2 separate regions of the Mus musculus genome follow, and region 1 is linked to region 2. Evidence: chromatin contacts called from public promoter capture Hi-C data. All regions are on one chromosome and are shown on one strand. Each heading gives the region's core, a stretch centred on a gene start, on an enhancer-like site or on the middle of the called end of the contact. The rest is flanking DNA. Distances are from core to core; before and after follow the strand shown. Region 1 overlaps Acsl1 (acyl-CoA synthetase long-chain family member 1). Region 2 holds the start of Snx25 (sorting nexin 25).

The links. Promoter capture Hi-C pulls out the DNA fragments that hold promoters and counts their contacts.
Region 1: a promoter capture Hi-C map of pre-B cells shows a contact between it and region 2, with 2.3 times the contacts expected there. The contact joins the enhancer-like site here to the promoter of Snx25 in region 2. A contact is called at or near these places in 3 of 39 promoter capture datasets (the C10 cell line, hematopoietic stem and progenitor cells and pre-B cells), 2 of 115 datasets of contacts at active chromatin or transcription factors (pro-B cells and stem cell-derived neural progenitor cells) and 2 of 9 other capture datasets (adipose tissue and pancreatic islet).

Annotation. Positions count from the first base shown.
Region 1 is chr8:46,508,096-46,514,460 of GRCm38.p6, forward strand. It overlaps Acsl1 (acyl-CoA synthetase long-chain family member 1), which reads left to right. Exons shown (of 21, transcript NM_007981.4): 4 at 238-302; 5 at 3,265-3,366; 6 at 5,196-5,295; 7 at 5,478-5,656. Among named protein-coding and RNA genes, the nearest start is that of Gm31050, 40 kb to the left of the region's middle. Within about 2 kb of position 4,671, at least 42 of the 459 cell types and tissues checked have an H3K27ac peak or open chromatin away from gene starts, as enhancers often do. A contact at or near this core is called in pre-B cells and pro-B cells, where this site is marked.
Region 2 is chr8:46,150,023-46,155,482 of GRCm38.p6, forward strand. It overlaps Snx25 (sorting nexin 25), which reads right to left and starts at 2,419. Exons shown (of 19, transcript NM_001372342.1): 1 at 1,760-2,419. The coding sequence starts at 2,134.

The sequences.
Region 1 (6,365 bases), core at 3,421-5,920, 360 kb after region 2:
AAATTTTTTTAAAAGAGAAGAAAGAAAAAGAAACAACAAATAAACAAACAAACATAAAACCCACTTCAAACTCCAGGGGAATGAACCATTTTTAATCTGAACTCAACATTTCTAGTCTGAAGAGTAGAATCTTCCTGATACCTTGAGGAATGAGGAGAGGAAGGAGTAAGTGATACAGGAGTAGGATAAAGGTCAAGGCCATCTTTTGCCTCATCTCTGTCTTTTCTTTCTTTGTAGATAATGGTCCTTGTTTAGGTTCTCGGAAGCCAAACCAGCCCTATGAGTGGATTTCCTACAAAGAGGTGAGTCCCCTGACTCCGATGGCTCTCCTCTTGTCTGTGACCAAAATCTCAGTGCAAGCTACTAACTGGACGGGAGGTTGGTTTGGACTCGGGTTTCTGGGTGTGTAGTCCTGAAAGCCACACTGGGTCCGAAGCAGGACCAGTCTAAGCCCTGTGACTCTATCTCTACCTTTTCCCGAGGCTCTGCCAGTGGCTAGGGGCTGAGGGTTTAAACACATGAGCCCTCAGGAGCCATTTCAGACTCAGACCACAAGACTGCCTCTGTAGATTGGAGCAGCACACTAGTGAATGATTGCTGGCTGGGCTGGCACTTGGCACTCCCTTTGCCACTTCCTCATCGGTGGCTGTGACTTGAAGTCACAGTTTGTGAGTAGTGGATCTCAGAGCAGGAAGGTGTCCCCTTTTCTCTTCATTATGATCACAGAGAATCAAAGCTGGCGTTGCTTTTCCGTCCTGACCTCAGGATGGGCAGGCGCAGCTGCAAGTGCAGCTTAGCTGCCTTCCTTTTCCTACGCAGCTGTCCAGGAAATGGTTTTCTATCCCCAGCCTCCCCTGAACGCTTGTTCTGGGGCCAGGTAATCCCGTGACACCCATGAACACAAACTGACTTTCTCCCTCTGTGTTCTCAGTAGCTGGCTTGTCTGTGGGATGTGGCGGGAGATGTCCTTTGGAGCCACAAACCCATCCTGGGAGTAGCTCCTGTCCTAGCTCCTTGGCCTGAGGCCCTGTAGTTTTCCTTTTCCTGCCTCAGAGTACACCAGAGTGCCCAGTGCTTTGCTTGGGTAGTAGTAGTCTGTCTCTCAAGAGAGACAAGGGAGATGGGCTTGTAATCCCTCGCCTGTGGAAGGAGCCAGGAGCTCACGTGACCAGAGAGGGATTTCCCTTCCTGTTTGGCTTTACCAAAGCCCAAACCAGTTTCTATCTGTTTTTTTCCATCAGTCAGTGCTAGCTCACACCTGTGCTCCCAGCACTGGGGAAACTGGGCCGAGACGATCCTCCGGAGTCCCTGGCTGATTAGAAACATATTGAAGCAGAGTCCAGATCTGGCCTACAGAACGAGACCACCTCCAAACACCAAGGCCGTGGCTTCTGGAGACTCTATAGCAAGGCTGTGTTGGGCACAGGGCAGTATGTGACAGGACCCCACAGCCTCCCCTAGAGCTCTCTGCATTATTTTTAATAGATTCGTTGGCCAGAAACAAGAAAGTATCTGTTGTGGATTGGTGCTCCAGGCACATTGAGAACCCCTGAGGTTTTCTGAAGGTGGTGCCCAGTGATTGGCACAGCTCAGCCCGAGGCTCCTTGGAGGCTTGGCAGAGGGCACAGAGCTGGTTTTAACTGAAGCCAGCTTTGGCTTTGTGGAGATCTTTATCTTGATTTACTTTTTTATTCACCTAACCAGACTGACTTTTAGGAAAGTCAGAGTCTCTTTGCCATTTTTCTTAAAGAGCAAAATGGACCACCTTTCTAGAAACATAAGTGTATGTGCATTGCTCCAGCAAGCCCAGCAAACAGTTTCAGACACGTCTCAATTTCCAGACCTGTGCATTAGTCAGGACTAGAAGGTGCTTTGCCACTCTGTGGTCACCTGGCCTGTGACAGTACTGCTTCCCTTAGGTAGGGCTGGGATGGCAGCTTGTACCGAAACCAATGGCATTGCTGGGAAGGAGAGGCGGTTTCCTGGTTTCCTGGTTTCCTGGTTTCCTGGTGGTGTGGATATGTGTTAGAAGTGCTGTTGCGAGGAATGAACTCCAGGGTTTAAGTTTTACATTCCAAAGCAATTAATGAAGAGGAGGGACAAGAGGGTAGCTACGGATATATATTCCTAAGTTTTGTGACTTATTTTTCCTTGGGTATCATAATGTTGGTTTTCATCTACACATTACTGATTGCCATCATTACCCTAAGCTTGGTGCAGTTCTCATAGTTGTAGTATTTGCCAGCTACCTAGCTGTCCTTTTTGGGTATTCTTGTCATTTTTTTTTTGAAATTTTTATATTTGCGCATAAGACCTCTAAAAATCTCCTCCAAATATTGTATTATTTACCAAAAAGAAATTCTCAAAAATGGAATTGTAGAGTCCAATAATAAAAACTTAGTCTTAGCTGGGCTTGGTGACACACATCTTTAATCCTAGCACTTGGGAGGAAGGCAGGTAGATCTCTGTGTTCGAGGCCAGCCTGGCCTACAGAGAGAGTTCCAGGACAGCCAGTGCTACACAGAGAAACCGTATCTCACAAAGAAGCAAACAAATAGAAAAAAAAAAAACCACCTTAGTCTTGTTTTGTTTTTTTAAAAAGCTGTTTCTATATTTATACAAATGACAGGTTTTGAGGTGTTTGGTCACTTTTCTAGTCTTTTATAAATGATAAAAGAACGATCTAGCCAGGCCTGGTGATAGCTGTCATCCCAAGCAGCTGGAGTGGTAGGATGGTGAGTTTGCAGTTGGTCTGCACCAGTTGAAGAAGTCAAGAAGTGGGGACAAGGTCTGTGTTAGAATGCTTGTCTAGGGTGCATAAAACCCTGATTCTTCCAAGGCACTACAAACAGGTAATAATCTCCACCCCAAAGAACACAGGACCTCTGTCACTTGGTAACACTAAAATAGAAACACATATGTAGGAAGCCCTGTATCCATGTCTGTGACCTGCAAACCCGGAATAATTTGCTTTATAGAAGGAATCCTAGAGCCAGGTCCTAAACAAAGCCTGAGCTGTGGTGAGTAAAACCTTATGCTGTGCAAGCAGTTGTTTAAGGAGGCGCAGGTCTCCTTCTCTGTATAGCTCTGTTGCTGGCAGCGGAAAGGACGCCAGATTGTCACCCAGTGAGATTGTCACCCAGTGAGATTGTCACCCAGTGAGATTGTCACCCAGTGAGATTGTCACCCAGTGAGCTTTTAAGGTTCTTACAATAAGAATTGTTGCTTTTTCCTAACTGGCGCCTCTGCCTCCCTTTGTTGCAGGTGGCAGAACTGGCTGAGTGCATAGGCTCCGGGCTGATCCAGAAGGGGTTCAAGCCTTGCTCCGAGCAGTTCATCGGCCTCTTCTCTCAAAACAGACCCGAGGTATTAACCAGGAGCCGGCAGAGCCGCTCACTGTGCTGGGTCTCCAGGGCCCTTCGTGGTTCCCCCTGCAGCTGCTGGGGACTAGGCTTTGTTCTCTGGTTTAGGCTGAGTATAAGGCTTTGCGGTTTGTCTTAGAAAGTTCCAGGTATGAAAATGAGAACTGAGAATTTCTCTTCAACTTTCAAGAGAAAAAAAAAATCATCTCCCCTTAATTTTTTGTTTTGTTTGTTTTGAGTTTTCTTAATTCAGGTCATGAAACAAAATTCTTAGAAAAAAAGTGTCAAATCAGAAGTTTCTTACCTTCAAGGGCTACCTCTGAGACTGGATAAACAGGGTTAGTAAATTGTTAATAATAAATTACAGCAGAGAAGCTCGGATACATTTTTGTTAGTAGCAAACTCTTCCTCCTGAGAGGTCTGAGCCTTCCTTCCTTTCGATCAAATTTCCAAACCTAAGATACTGTGAAATATGCGCTATGAGCTGCTCTCCTTATAGATTTACAGCTGTTGATTGGATATGGAGGCTCACACGTAGTACTTAAGAAAAGAGACTTGAGGGGCTAGAGAGAAGGCTCAGTAGTTCAGAGCAGACACACACTGCTCCTCCAGAGACCAGAGTTTCCGTCCCAGAACCTACATCAGGTGGCTCACAAGTACTCAAAGCTCCAACTCCTCTGGTCTTATGGGTACCTACACACACACACACACACACACACACACACACACACACACACACACTTAAAAATAATTTTAGAAAAAAAAGACTTAAAATGGGGTGTTACTTTTAAAGTACTGCTAACAAGTTATATCAGCAATAACTATCTTGGAAAAATTCAAGCATCATTTTTTTTTTATTGCTGCTTATGTCCAGAAAAGTGTCTTGGTTTTCCTGTCCCTGTGTTGTGTCTGGTTTTATAAGTTCTTCTATCCATGGGTCTCATGTTCCTTGAAGAATCGTCACTGTCTATGGCTGGCCCATGCTTAGTCTTAAGGGGTGACTTGGTTTTCTTTTGAATCTCAGGGACAGATCCAAGCTTTTTCCATCAATAGAATTGTTATCATCTACCTAAACCACAAAACAGATCCTTCGTTTTAAGGGATAGATTACTGATGGTTTCTCTGAAATGTGATACGTGTGGATACAGGAAAGGACTGTGGGAGCCCAGCCAAGGAGAGATCCTGAGTAGAGTCTTGGAGGAAATCTTAAAACAAAGCAAAAACCACAGGCACAGCGCCGAGTCCACACCACATGCCTGTGACGGATCGGTCCTCTCCCACGGCAGCTGCTCCCTTTTCTGTGCTGTGATCAGCATCCTGTATGCCATTTGAAAAGTGCAGCTGAGATAAGGGCGTGTCTTGCAGTTGAAGAGGGACAGTGCCACATGTGCCTGGGAGATCAGTCAGTTCTAGGCAGCTGAGGTTAGTGGTAAGGTGACCCAGTTACTGTATCACTGCTGTCCCTGGTCACTTTACTAAGGGGATTTTTTTTTTCAAGACCACTTTCCGCTGTCTTAGCCTGTAATGATCGTTTCCTCAAACGCTTACATCAGTACAGCTTGATTTTAAGGAAGGGCAGATTGTTGTATGCAAACTTAAAGATTAATTTTTAAAGGGATATAAGGAGAAGATTTCAAGAATATGAAAAAGTTTAAAAGGAGGAGCAAGTCTTCTTGTTTGCTTTGAACTCTCCTGGAACCTGGCACACGGTGGGAGACAGACGTTAAGTTTGCTGCAGTGGATGCTTCTAATTTGACTCTCTGAGCATTGCCCTTGGCAGTGAGTGATTCTGGGGAGCCATCTCATTCTCTCTCTGTGACTTTTACCATTCAGTGGGTGATCGTCGAGCAAGGATGCTTCTCTTACTCAATGGTGGTCGTCCCGCTCTATGACACCCTTGGAGCTGACGCCATCACCTACATAGTGAACAAAGGTATGTCTTTGTCTTTGTGCCACCATAGCCCTAGGTATAGGCTTGATTCGATGACTTTACATTTATATATCTGCTTGGAAGGGGATATTACGTTTCAGTGTGCATCACTCTGGCATGCTAGTGTTTGTGTGTCAAGCTTTTAGCATCCTAGGGCTCACTCCTTATCACCTCTTCATTTACAGCTGAACTCTCTGTGATTTTTGCTGACAAGCCAGAAAAAGCCAAACTCTTATTAGAAGGTGTAGAAAACAAGTTAACACCATGCCTTAAAATCATAGTCATCATGGACTCCTACGGCAGTGATCTGGTGGAACGAGGCAAGAAGTGTGGGGTGGAAATCATCAGCCTCAAAGCTCTGGAGGTGAGTCCTTCCATACGGCCTTGTCTCTGAAGGGCTGGGTATGGTACCCAATGCCACTGTCATCCCAGTGCTGCTCAGCCACCTAAAGATACGGGACAAAATTCCCACCTGCCTATTGGACCAGGGTTAGGCCTGCGTGCTAAGAGTTGCTTCTGGGTTTTGTTTTGCTTGGCCTCGTTTTTTTAAGATGGTCCACCTCTGTAGTTGAGGCTGGTCTAGAGCCCACTGTGGAGCTCAGGGTAGCCTTGAACTTGCAGCAGTCTTTTCTTACCTTGGTCTCCCAAATGCTGGGATCACAGGAATGAGTTCACTTGTCCTAGTTAAGTTTCTGCTGCTATGTTAAAAATCATGGGCAAAAGCAACTGGGGGAGGAAAGGGTTTACGTGTGTGGCCTCATGTCCCCATCACAGTTTATCATGACAGGACATCAGGGCAGGAGGGTCATGGAGGAATTGTCAACCAGCTTGCTCCCCATAGTTTGCTCAGTTTGTTTGCTTATACAACCTACCCAGAGTTGCTACCACCACAGGGAACCAGGTCCTCTCATCAATCATTAATCAAGAGAATTCCCTCATAGACAGTCTGATAGAAGCCTTTTCTCAATTGAAGTTCCCTCTTCCCACATGGCCCCAGTTTGTGTCAAGTTGGCTTATGTTAAGCTCACCACCATACCATGCCCAGTTCCCAGTATTAGTTTAATATGTCACTT
Region 2 (5,460 bases), core at 1,169-3,668:
GCCATCTTGCCAGCCCGACCTTCAATTTTTGATCTGCAACTTAGAAAGTAGCTTCCTGATGATCTTAGGTAAAGCTGTCACCAGGATTTGAGTTGAAATGGGATAGCCAGTAATACCTTTCCCCAGGTTAAAATGTACCCCTTCTATAACCTGAAATCAGGTTTACACTTGCTGGACTTTTTTTCCCCTAAATCATTTGCAAAATCATTTTCCTGGATGACAATTTAAATTTCCCCTTACTCAGAAACAAACCAGGTGTGATGGTGTACGCCCTGAAGGAAACCAAGAGGCAATCCCTGCAGTGAGGTGGTTGGGGACCTGACAGGTAAATGATAATATCACAACTGTGAACCTGGCCCACCATTTGCACTCCTTTCCTTCACCTACATTCATGCACAACTACTCAGCTCTTAGTTTCATTTTTGTTTTATAAACTCCATCCAAAATTATCTTATTTCTTGTCTGGCTCCTCACAGGAATATAATCTGCATTGACTAGGACTTTTACGTGGCTTGCTAATTCAACCCAAACTTCAAAAACATGTAAGAGTTAGTTTATAAAAGATGCTCAATAAATTTATACTGAACTTAGTATATGTTTGTATGTATAATATTTAAACTGTGGTGTGCCTTATATAGGTCTAAAACCTAACTGGTAAACTTTTAGGACCCTTACTTATTAGAACTGAGAAAAGAATAGAAGGAAGAACACATCTACCCACCAACTCTAAAATGCAAACGATAGTCACAAATGTTTAGCCAAATCAAAGTTTCTAAGCGGAACAGGCATTGCTATTCTTTTGAGACTGCCGCTGTGTTTCCTGAGTCTAATGAGTGAGGATGCCATTCTGAAGTGACAGGCTCTGGAAAGTCATTTTGAAAAGTAGGAAGCTCTTCCAGAAAGTAATAAACGGTTCATGCCATAAGCAAATAGAAACTCTGGGGACAGCAGTCACTCTAACAAACGTTTTTATGAAGTTGAGCCACTGCCATTGCTCTGGCTCCCAAGATCTCGGGCAATTTTAGTTTTATGAAGATATCAATCAGCCAAGTCCGGTAAAATGAAGGTCCTTTTAAAGGGTTATTATAAACAGACTGGAGGTAAAGTTTGATTTAAGGCAAACAGGGTTGGTAGGAAGGAGGGCAAAGCACGTTGAAAATCCAGTTCTTTCCTACGTTCCGCAACATAACCACAACCCTGATGTCCTACACCTGCCTGAGGACAGCTTTTCCTCTTAACAAACGACAGTGGTTCCTGGTGAGCATGCCACCCCCTCAACCCCCTCAAATAGACATCCACCTGAGCTGCATGACAACTTAACCAACATGGTGGAAGACAGGACCTTACAGGTATGAAGTACACGGGGCCCATTGAGTGAGCTCCCTCGGACTGGGTGACCTAACCAAGTTTTCTCTTCTGTAAGCCGTCATAAAGTTATCTCCCAACCACTACAGATCGAAGAACCAAACAGGAGCATCAGTGATGAATGCGAAGCCTGCCTCCCGTGGGTGCTGTAAGCGGATTTTTCTCGGCACTCACCAACTGCACTTCAACATCGGAGACCCGCCTGGATGGATCTCTCTGTGCAGAGGATGGTGGATGAGTTAACTACAGCGCCTAAAACGGCGCGCGTGACCAAGCCCGCGCAGCCCAGTCTTCCGCGGGCTTCGGCTGCCGGAGGGCCACCCGGCCGGAGCCCCCCGGGGTCTGCGCGCGCACGAGGCCGCGGGCACGCGAGGCAGTCGAGACCGGTACTCACCCGCAGCGGACAGCGGACGGTCGCCGCCAGCCGGCTCCAGGAAGAGACGAAGTCCGGCGGCTGGGCGCGCGGGCTCCAGCAGACGAGCGAGACCAGTGTCCCCAGCAGCAAGGCGGCCGCGGCGCAGCTCAGGTACAGGCTGAGGCGCAGCAGCACGGCGCCCGGCCCCGTGCCCGCCGCCGGTCCCCAGCCTGGGACCAGGCAGCACAGCGCCAGCACTGCCAGGGCGGCCACGGCCGCGGGCCCCCGCCAGCCCCAGCCCGGGCCGTCCGCCGTCCGCGGCCGGTCCGCGGAGCCCCGGGCAGCGCGGCAGGCGTCTGCGGCGGACGTGGGGCCGCGGCGGGCGCCGCTGCTGTCGGTGGCATCGCGGTGCATGCTGCTTCCTGGGCCGCTGGCGACAGGCTCATCTCCCGGCCCGCAGCCCCCCGGCGCCGCCCCGGGCCGTGGCCTGTGCGCGGCGCCCCGCCGCCTCGCCGCTCCCGCCGCCGCTCGCGAGGCAAGGGCAGCCCGCGCTCATGCCCTCGCCGGCGGCCCTGAGCGGGAACCGCTCCAACAGACACCGCCGCGCCCCCCCTCCCGCCTCGGTGCCGCCGCCCCGCGCCGGGCCCGCAGCTGCCCGCCGACCGGGCGCGCCCAGGTAGCGGGACCGCGAGGGGGACTGAAACCCCAAGGGCTCGAGACGCGCGGGGGCGGGGGCGGGACCTGCGGCTGAGTGACAGTGGGGCGGGGTCGCCCCGCCCACCCGGGGCGGGGGCGGCCGGAAAGGGGCGCGACCAATCGCAGTGGACCCCGCTACTTCCCGAGCCCCGCCCCCGCCCCCCGGGGACCGCGTCTGTTCGTGGAAAATTTTGCTGCAGGTGTCAGAAGCCTGCGTTGAGCTCCGCTCAGGTACCCCCTTATTTTCGTCTCTCCGCTCCTCGCCTTGCCTACAGCCCCATACCAGACGCCAGCCTTGTTCTCTAGCTCTCTGATTAACCTCGTACTGTCCCTGATCCTCTCTTTTACTACTTTCTTCCAACGGACCCCACTCCACTGCCCAAGGGTAGGGGACTAAGACAAACCTGGAGGAGTCAAGCGAAGCCTGTGGTTCCCACTTACTTATGGAAAGACTCCCCAGTGCCAGAGAGTGTACATAGCTGCCACAATCGATTTGGCTCCGATTTTGTGTTTTTGTTGCCAACAACTACTCGGTACAAAAGCTGTTACCCACGCAAAAGAAACTGGTTCAAAGAATTTTGAGAGAACATATTTTCCTTTCCTCTCTTGACTGCAGCCGGTAGTCTACAGACGATGTTTGCTGAGATGAAAGATGTCCAAATGCTGCTCAATACTGTAACAGAGCTGCCAAAGCCCATAAAGGGTGTTGACTGTCTTAGAGGGATGATGGAAATGAAGGATTTCTGAAGACACTGGGAGAGGAGATAGAGTAGAGAAGACAAAAAAAAAAAAAAAAATGAAATAAGAAAATAAGAGAAGCTTGACAGATAAGGAGCTAGCACCCCCATGACACTGAGATGAAGAAGTCCAGGTTCTTTAACTTGTACTATTTTGTTTTGTGACAGGGTCTCTCTGTGTAAACCTGGCTATCCTGAAACTCACTATGTGGACCAGGCTAGTCTGGACCCCCCCAGAGATCTACTTGCCTCTGCTTTCAGAGTGCTGGAATCAAAGGTGTGCAGCCTAGGTTTGCAGTGTTCGCTAATATGGTGATGGGTAGTGCCCTCCGAGTAGCAGACAAGTAACATAGGTGTTACAATGCAGTGTTATATATTGTGGCTACACTGGGTTTTTGGTTTTGTTTTGTTTTTTTCTGTAAAGGGGTTGTTCCATCTGTAATAAGTATTGTGCCATTTCATCAAAAAAAAGGAAAAAAGTCACAATACTCATGAATAAAGTGCTTGCTTACTTGCTTGCTTAAAACAAAGTATTACACAAAAAAGTTATTATTCAAGAAAAGGTACAGGTATACATTAACAATCCACCCATGTATTCATTCCAGGTCTTCATAATAAATTTCCCCAATGGCATATGGATTTCAAGTGGGAGACGAAGTCATAGATTTAAAAAGCATACCTAAAATTTAATTCTAATAGAATGTAGTATTTAAGTGAATTATTTTTATAACTATTTAAAGACAAGTATGTTTCTCATGTTTCTAAAAGGATTTCTAAAAAGATTTTTAAATTTTATTTTATGCGAGCGCTTTGCTTGCCTGTGTTTGTTTGTGTGCCGTGTGCATGTGGTGCTCTCAGCAAGAAACGAACATGGGGTCCCCAGAACTGTAGGTAGGAACAGCTATGCGTGACCATGTGGATGCTGGGAACTGAACCTGACTCCGCTGTAAGACCACTGAGTGCTCTTCACCACGGAGCTATCTCTCCCACCCCAAGCTTGTCGCTTTTTAATATTAGTTGGTGTTCACAGAACATCACATTCTTTTATATGGGCTAAGAAAACGTAGGAAGATAATGAGTTTCTCATACCAAATGTGATTACAGAGAAAAGCTCTAGACATTTCATCTCCACCCCAACAGATACTGTCGAGCCTGATGACAGATGGAGAAATAGAGGCACTAGAGGAACTTGACTCAATCGCAAAGCTAGTAGACCTTGGAACTAGGATTTGGTGTCTCTCCACATAAGACTCCCTTCAGTTTCAACACTTAACTTCTGTACCACAGCATTTCTGAAGAACTCAATGGCTTTATCATTTCACATTCCAAAGGAGCAAAAACAGGGTTTCATAAGCCCATGAGTCTAAGACCAGTGTGCCGTGCTCTAGAATGTCCAGTGTTGTTGCTCTGTGAGAACAGAAGCACACTTGTTGCCCTGGCATGAACGGAGTGAGTGTAATTAGCAAGGGGAAACTGGCCTAAGGTTTACTGCAGGCCAACTCTGTAACTGAAGTAAGTATGGTTCCCAAGAGTAATGCAGGGCTGGAGATGTGCACACCCACAGTCTGACAACTGCCTCAGAGCACACACTCTCTTACTGCTAGGCCAGCTCTGGTGTGTATGGCAGGAGGATCACTGATGTGAGGCAACACCAAGGGATAGAAGGGCGTGACTGACCTCAGAAAGCATTGAAGAAAATGAGGCACAAAATCAGTGCCTCATTGTAACTGGAGTCCCTTAAATCTGAGTTGGAATATCCCTTTCCTGTAGTCACTGTAGGGTCCTAACAGTTCCTTTGAGAAGGTTTATTATATATATTTTATGTGTATGTGTGTGGACCTGAGTGGAGGTGTGTACACTTGGTATGTGGCCACGAGGCCAGAGTTCAGAGGAGGCCATCGAGTCTCCGGGAACTTAAGCCACCCAGTGTAGGTGCTGGGCACCAAATCTGGGTCATCTGTAAAAGCAACAAATGCTCTGGACTGCTGAGCCACCTCTCTAACCCCCATGTCCCATCAGCTTTAAGGGCTGAAAGAGAAAATTAAAAAATAATGTCTTGGGCGCTTAAGAGATGGCTCAGCGGTTAAGAGCACTGACTGCTCTTCCAGAGATTCTGAGTTCGCATAGTGGCTCACAACCATCTGTAATGGGATCTGATGCCCTCTTCTGGTGTGTCTGAAGACAGCTACAGTGTACTGTCATAATAAATTTTTTAAAAATCTATTAAAAATGAAAGTAATCTCACGTATATATTTTTGTTAGTGCATTCTGACAGGCCCTAAGGCAATCTTTACCATCTTGTAGAAA